Regions from separate parts of the Anas platyrhynchos genome. Here region 1 is linked to region 2. A link is a contact called in public Hi-C data. All regions are on one chromosome and are shown on one strand. The core of a region is the stretch at or near the end of the contact, and the rest is flanking DNA. Distances in the headings are between cores, read along the strand shown.

Region 1 (3,956 bases), core at 337-2,836, 350 kb after region 2:
GACATCCCAGTATGGCCAGGTGCCCCAAATCCTGGTATCCCACTACATCTGGGCATCCCACTGGGGTAGAACATCCCACCTTGGTAGAACATCCCATCCTGATAGAACATCCCACCATAATAGGACATCCCAGTATGGCCAGGCACCCCAAAGCCTGGCATCCCACCACATTTGGGCATCCCACTGGGGTAGAACATCCCACCATGGTAGAACATCCCACCATGGTAGAACATCCCATCCTAATAGAACATCCCACCATGGTAGGACATCCCAATATGTCTAGGCACCCCAAAACCAGGAATCCCACCACATTTGGGCATCACACTGGGGTAGAACATCCCACTGGGGTAGAACATCCCACCATGGTAGGACATCCCAGTACGGCCAGGCACCCCAAAGCCTGTCATCCCACCACATTTGGGCATTGCACTGGGGTAGAACATCCCATCTTGATAGAACATCTCACCATAGTAAGAGATCCCAGTATGGCCAGGTGCCCCAAATCCTGGTATCCCACTACATCTGGGCATCCCAATGGGGTAGAACATCCCACTGGGGTAGAACATCCCACCCTAGTAGGATATCTCACTATGGTAGGACATCCCAGTATGGCCAGGCACCCCAAAACCAGGAATCCCATCACATTTGGGCATCCCACCATGGTAGAACATCCCACGGGGACCACGGACCCCGCCAACCCATCCCCAGCCGCCGCCACCGATACTCACTGTCCCCTTCCACCTTCTCAGGCGTCCGGCTCCAGATGATCTGCCGGGTTTCCAGCTTCACCTGGAAGGTCCTTCGCTCCGGCCTCTGCGACTTCTTCTGGTAGAACAAGGTGAGGACGGTGCCCATCTCCAGGCAGCGGAGGATCCTGCCCATGTCCCCCGCCTCCATCCTGCCGTCCTCCAAAAAGCCATTGACGCTGTTGAGCCTGGAGACGGACATCTTCACTGCGTGGCCATCGCCCGCCGGAGCCGCAGAGTTGTCTCATGCATGAAAGGGAAAAAACGAAGCCTCCCGGGGGATTTGCTCCGAGCACGGGTTTCCTCTGCTGCCGATTCCCCCGGCGTCGTCGGGGTGGGAGGCTCGGGTTGGAGGCGCCGCGACCTTTTCGCCGTGCGGCCCCGGCTCCGGCGTTAGCATCCAGCGGTGGCGAGGAGAGAAGGGGGACGGTTTCAGAGCCGGAGGGCTACAAACCATCCGGCCACCTCAAGGCCTCGGGGACGGACACCTCAGCGGGGCAAAAAAAAAGGAGAGGGTGGCAAAAAAAACAAAAAAAGGCCGCGGGAGCGAGCGCCCCGAAAAAGCAAAGTCACCCCAAAAGCAAGCGGAGAGGAGCCGGAGGATCCCCGGCCTCCGTGCAAAGAGGGGTGAGGAGGGGAGGCGAGGGGTTCGGGGTGCCCGGCTTAGGGTGTGGGGTCTTCGGGGACCCCCCAGGGTGGGATGCGGGTGGTGGGTTTGGTTTTTTTTTTTGGGATGGGGTGAGGGGATAGGAAAGGGGGGGGGAGGTTCGCTCTCGCCGGTCGCCCGCTGCCCCTTCTCCGCTCCTTAATTTCGGGCTGATGAAATGGACGCCCAGAGGAAACTGCAATCACACATGGCCGGAAAGAGATCAGAAAGGAATTTAAAAAAAAAAAAAAAAAAAAAATGCAGGATCTTGGAGAAAGGAAAATCGCAGCGACGGAAGAGGCGGCTGAGGGTGACATCTAGAGGAAGCCGAACCATGGAAGGGCTCCTGAAGGGGGGGGTCCCCAGGCCCTACAGACAACTGGGGGGCACCCCAGGGATGGGGCACCTTGGGGAGGGGGTGGGTGCTGGCTTTCCCCAAGGGGGACACGGCAGCGGGGTCGGGGGCTGCAGAGGGTGGGGGCTCCGTGAGGAAGGGGGGGTGGTGGGTTTTTTGGCACGGCGCGGGCGCGTGAATGCAGGTGGTCCCCGTGCTCCTGCTTGTAGGAATTATTGCCCTGAGTAGGGTGAAAGGGCAAAAAAAATCAGGGCTGGGGGGGGATCTGGGTGGAAAATTGGTGAAAAAAAAGGAGGAAATGTAGAGAAAATGGTTGTGTTGAGCTCCGGGTGCCTGCAGCGCTGAGCCAGGACCGAAGCCCACGAGCCACCGCTGTGATGAGTTTTGTCCCGCCTGAAATTGGGGTGGGGGTGGTGGAGGGGACAAAAAGGGGGATGGGAGCATGGGGACAGGGGGACAGGGCGCAGCCTCACAGCCCCTCTTTCACCCCCGTGCCCGGAGCTGGGTGGGCAGGCAAAGAGCCGGTGGTGCGATGGGGCTGCAACCCTGCTCGTTTTGGGGGATTACGGGGGATTTTGGGGGGAAGCAGGTGATTTGGGGGGACACAGGACTTGCTGTGAATATGGACTTATTTCAAGCCTCACTGAAGTCTCCCAAAATCGTGTTTGGTCCTTAAAAACAGGAGCAATTCATATTTCAAATACAGGAGCAATTCATATTTCAATCTGGACAACATCAAACCCTTATCCCCATCCCGGGGGTTTCCAAAATCCCCCCAGATTTGCAGCTTTACCCTCCGCTGCCAGGAGCCGTTCGTTTCTCTCCTCCACGGAGAAAAATCCTTGCCTGCATTTTAGCTCTCCCCTTCCTTGAAAATTCACCCGTTTTTTCCCTTTCCCTAGCCACGTTTGATTTATTTTTTGGCCCAGAGGAGCCCAGCGCCACGCGGCGAAGGCCACCGATGGCTCCTATGGTGGTGGTGGTGGACAGGCACGTATGGACCCTCCAAAACCATAATGTTGAGGACAAAACCATAACGTTAAGCCCTCCCAGCTTGGGAGGGTGCCGCCACCGATCCACGGCGATTTTGGCAGGACTTTAGCAGGGACTGGGTGCACCAGGAGCAGCTTTGTGCATCAACAAGGTGATGGGGACAGGCAGAAATCTCCACCTAGGCTCTGGCTTCCCCTTTCCTTGAAGAATCAGGGGACCCCTGGGGTAAAAACGAGATCCTGAAGTTGCTTTTTTCTTCCTTTATTTGTGAATCAACTTCTGTTTTTTTCTTTTTCTTTTCCTTTTCCTTTTCCTTTTCCTTTTCCTTTTCCTTTTCCTTTTCCTTTTCCTTTTCCTTTTCCTTTTCCTTTTCCTTTTCCTTTTCCTTTTTCTTTTTCTTTTTCTTTTTCTTCTTCTTCTTCTTCTTCTTCTTCTTCTTCTTCTTCTTCTTCTTCTTCTTCTTCTTCTTCTTTTTCTTTTTCTTTTTTTTTTTTTTTTTTCCCTTCTCTGGAGCAGAATCAGCTTTTGTTTCAAGCGATGAGCTGCAGAGATGCCGGCTTCTGGTGTTTACGTTTTCCATTTCCAGGCAAATCCCATTTCGGAGCCCCCTGAACGCGGGTCTGGGAACTGAACATCCCGAGCGCGGCGAGCCGCGGCGAGCCGAGGATCAGAATAGCAGATTGTTTTGACACAGGGGACTTTGCAGCAGGGCTTCGGCTTCTGATGTCCATCCAAAGCACGCGGGCGGAGAAGGAATGCTCTGTTTTCAGTCTGCAATGGAGTCACTGTTTTAATTTTAGCTTCCCCGGAGCAAAGCTGTAAGCAAGCCGTTCCCAAAGCAAAGCACCCTACGGAGGCTGGAAGAGGCTGAGGGATCGGAGCCTCCCCATCCTCCCAATGTGTGGGACTCCAGGGAGGGAAGGGACCCCAAAAGGTGAAGCCAAGCACCCCAAAATCTGCGTGTCCCCTCTTAAAAACCCCAACACGACTCCTTCCTGCAGCTCAGATGGGGGAATGGTGTAGTGGTGCTGGTGCCCACGCTAGGACAGCAGAGCCAAAAAGGCACCAAAGGGTCTTGCAAGAGCAAATCTCCACCAAAAGGTGCCAACAACCCCCCACCAAAGCGCAGAGGAGCTCCAGAGGGTGCAATTCATGAGTATGGTGGAAAAAAAAAAAGAACAATTCTGGGATAAAATTCTCCTTCCAGCACGTTTAG
Region 2 (3,906 bases), core at 1,096-3,595:
CCCCCCAAACTCCCAAAATCACCCGTTTTTGCCCCAAACCTGCCCCTGGTGGTCGATGTAGTAGAAATACTCCCTGGTGCCCCCCCCCCCCAGCCCCAATTCCCCCCCCCCCACTACCCCAATTCCCCCCAATTCCCCCCCACCCCCCCCACCCCCCAAACTCCCAAAATCGCCCGATTTTGCCCCAAACCTGCCCCCGGTGCTCGATGACTCCCTGGTGCCCCCCCCCAACTCCCCCTATTCCCCCCCACTCTCCCCAATTCCCTCCACGCCCCCCACCCCCCAAACTCCCAAAATCGCCCTTTTTTGCCCCAAACCTGCCCGCGGTGGTCAATGTAGTAGAAATACTCCCTGGTGCCCCCCCCCCAACTCCCCCAACCCCCCCCTTTTCCCCCTAACCCCTCCTTTTCCCTCCCACCTCCCCACCCCCCAAACTCCCAAAATCGCCCGTTTTTGCCCCAAACCTGCCCTCGGTGGTCTATGCAGTAGAAATACTCCCTGGAGCCCCCCCCCCAACCCCCCTAATTCCCCCCCACTCCCCCGTTCCCCCCTTTTCTCCCTCACCCCCCCAAACTCCCAAAATCGCCCAGTTTTGCCCCAAACCTGCCCCTGGTGGTCGATGACTCCCTGGTGCCCCCCCCCCCCAACTCCCCCTATTCCCCCCCACTCTCCCCAATTCCCTCCACGCCCCCCACCCCCCAAACTCCCAAAATCGCCCGATTTTGCCCCAAACCTGCCCCCGGTGCTCGATGACTCCCTGGTGCCCCCCCCCAACTCCCCCTATTCCCCCCCACTCTCCCCAATTCCCTCCACGCCCCCCACCCCCCAAACTCCCAAAATCGCCCTTTTTTGCCCCAAACCTGCCCGCGGTGGTCAATGTAGTAGAAATACTCCCTGGTGCCCCCCCCCCAACTCCCCCAACCCCCCCCTTTTCCCCCTAACCCCTCCTTTTCCCTCCCACCTCCCCACCCCCCAAACTCCCAAAATCGCCCGTTTTTGCCCCAAACCTGCCCTCGGTGGTCTATGCAGTAGAAATACTCCCTGGAGCCCCCCCCCCAACCCCCCTAATTCCCCCCCACTCCCCCGTTCCCCCCTTTTCTCCCTCACCCCCCCAAACTCCCAAAATCGCCCAGTTTTGCCCCAAACCTGCCCCTGGTGGTCGATGACTCCCTGGTGCCCCCCCCCCCCAACTCCCCCTATTCCCCCCCACTCTCCCCAATTCCCTCCACGCCCCCCACCCCCCAAAGTCCCAAAATCGCCCTTTTTTGCCCCAAACCTGCCCGCGGTGGTCGATGACTCCCTGGTGCCCCCCCCCCAACTCCCCCTATTCCCCCCCACTCTCCCCAATTCCCTCCACGCCCCCCACCCCCCAAACTCCCAAAATCACCCTTTTTTGCCCCAAACCTGCCCCCGGTGGTCGATGACTCCCTGGTGCCCCCCCCCCATCTCCCCCTATTCCCCTCCACTCTCCCCAATTCCCTCCACGCCCCCCACCCCCCGAAGTCCCAAAATCGCCCGTTTTTGCCCCAAACCTGCCCACGGTGGTCGATGGAGTAGAAATACTCCCTGGTGCCCCCCCCCTCAGCCCCAATTCCCCCCCCCCCACTACCCCAATTCCCCCCAATTCCCCCCCACCCCCCAAACTCCCAAAATCGCCCGTTTTTGCCCCAAACCTGCCCCCGGTGGTCGATGACTCCCTGGTGCCCCCCCCCCAACTCCCCCTATTCCCCCCCACTCTCCCCAATTCCCTCCACGCCCCCCACCCCCCAAAGTCCCAAAATCGCCCGGTTTTGCCCCAAACCTTCCCTCGGTGGTCGATGTAGTAGAAATACTCCCTGGTGCCCCCCCCCAATTCCCCTCAATTCCCCCTCACCCCCAAAACTCCCAAAATCGCCCAGTTTTGCCCCAAACCTTCCCTTGGTGGTCTATGCAGTAGAAATACTCCCTGGTGGCCCCCCCCCAACCCCCCCAATTCCCCTCAATTCTCCCCAACTCCCCTCACTCCCCCTTTTCCCCCCCACCCCCCAAACTCCCAAAATCGCCCAGTTTTGCCCCAAACCTTCCCTCGGTGCTCGATGACTCCCTGGTGCCCCCCCCCAACTCCCCCTATTCCCCCCCACTCTCCCCAATTCCCTCCACGCCCCCCACCCCCCAAAGTCCCCAAATCTCCCTTTTTTGCCCCAAACCTGCCCTCGGTGGTCGATGTAGTAGAAATACTCCCTGGTGCCGGGCGCGGGGCTCTGCCCCTGGCGGTACCCGCAGGCCGCGGCCCGCAGCAGCCCCGGCCTCATGGCGCCGCCCGGACCCGTTATGGCGACGGACAACCGGAAGCGGAAGTGCTCCCCTCCCCTTTCCCTCCGCTGATCTTTCCGCCCCCTTCCTTCGCCAGCTTCCGGGTGTTGCACCGGAAATGGGGCTCCGGGGGGAAACTGTGGGCTGGGGAGTGGGGGGGGCCGGGTAATGGGGGGTGTGGGGACCCTATAGGGACCCTATAGGGACCCCAAAGGGATCCAAAGGGACCCAAAAGGAGCCAAAGTGACCCAAAGGGATCCTATAAGGACCCTATAGGGACACTATAGGGAGCCAAAGGGACCCAAAGGGACGGACCCCAAGAGATCCTATAGGGACCCTATAGGGACCCCATAAGGACCCTATATGGACCCCAAGGGATCCTATAGGGACCCAAAGGGATCCTATAGAGATGCAAAGGGACCCAAAGGGATCCTATAGGGACACTATAGGGACACAAAGGGACACAAAGGGACCCATAAGGACCCCAAGGGACCCCATAAGGACCCTATAGGGACCCCATAGGGACCCCATAGGGACCCAAAGGGATCCTATAGGACCCTATAGGGACCTGAAGGGACACAAAGGGATCCTATAGGACCCTATAGATACCCGAAGGGACACAAAGGGATCCTATAGGGACTCTATAGGGACCCCATAAGGACCCTATAGGGATCCAAAGGGATCCTATAGGGAGCCAAAGGGATCCTATAGGGACACAAAGGGACACAAAGGGACCCAAAGGGATCCAAAGGGACCCCATAGGGACCCCATAGGGACCCCAAGGGACCCTATAGGGACCCAAAGGGATCCTATAGGGATCTGAAGGGACACAAAGGGACCCCATAGGGACACAAAGGGATCCTACAGAGACCCAAAGGGACCCCAAGGGATCCTATAGGGACCCTGTAGGGAGCCAAAGGGACTCAAAGGGATCCTATAGGGACCTAAAGAGATCCAAAAGGACCCTATAGGGGTCCCAGAGGGACCCAAAGGGACCCCATAGGGACCCCACAGGGACCCTGTAGGGAGCCTAAGGGATCCTATAGGGACCCTATAGGGACCCCATAAGGACCCTATAGGGACCCAAAGGGATCCTATAGGGACAGTGCGGGGCTCCAGGCGCCCCATGGACAGCTGGGAAGTCCCTGGGCACCCCTATGGGTACCCACACACCCCCTACATGCCCCTATAGGCAGCCGTAGACCCCCCTATAGACACATATAGATCCCCTACATGCCCCTATAAGCATCCGTACACCCCCCGGGCACCCCTATAGGTACATGTACACCCCCTGTGTGCCCCTATAGATGCCCATACACCCCCATGCACCCTATGGACACCCATACTCCCCCCCTACCCCCAAAGTGACCCTTATATTCTCCCACACCCCCCAGTGACTCCTCTAGCCACCCCCCCACACACCCTGAGCCCCCCATATGCCCCAAATACCCTCCCGTGCCCCTATATACACCCACACCCTCCCCGTCCCCCCCCGACACTCCTATACGCACCCCATACATCTTTTGGGGTCACATACACCTATGCACACCCTATAGGGGCCGTATGGCCCGGGCCCATCTCCCACCCCCCTCTATAGGGCCGTACGGGGCCCTA

Evidence for each region. A called contact is a pair of places that touch in the nucleus more often than the background predicts.
Region 1: a contact with region 2 is called in a Hi-C map of skeletal muscle, with 8 times the contacts expected there. The contact joins the promoter of LOC101792010 here to the promoter of C2H8orf82 in region 2. A contact is called at or near these places in 2 of 8 Hi-C or Micro-C datasets (both in skeletal muscle).

The regions. Positions count from the first base shown.
Region 1 is chr2:1,284,338-1,288,293 of IASCAAS_PekinDuck_T2T, forward strand. It overlaps LOC101792010 (1-phosphatidylinositol 4,5-bisphosphate phosphodiesterase gamma-1), which reads right to left and starts at 1,587. Exons shown (of 33, transcript XR_011807317.1): 1 at 729-1,587.
Region 2 is chr2:928,696-932,601 of IASCAAS_PekinDuck_T2T, forward strand. C2H8orf82 (chromosome 2 C8orf82 homolog) reads right to left here and starts at 2,346. Exons shown (of 3, transcript XM_072034217.1): 1 at 2,187-2,346. The coding sequence starts at 2,291.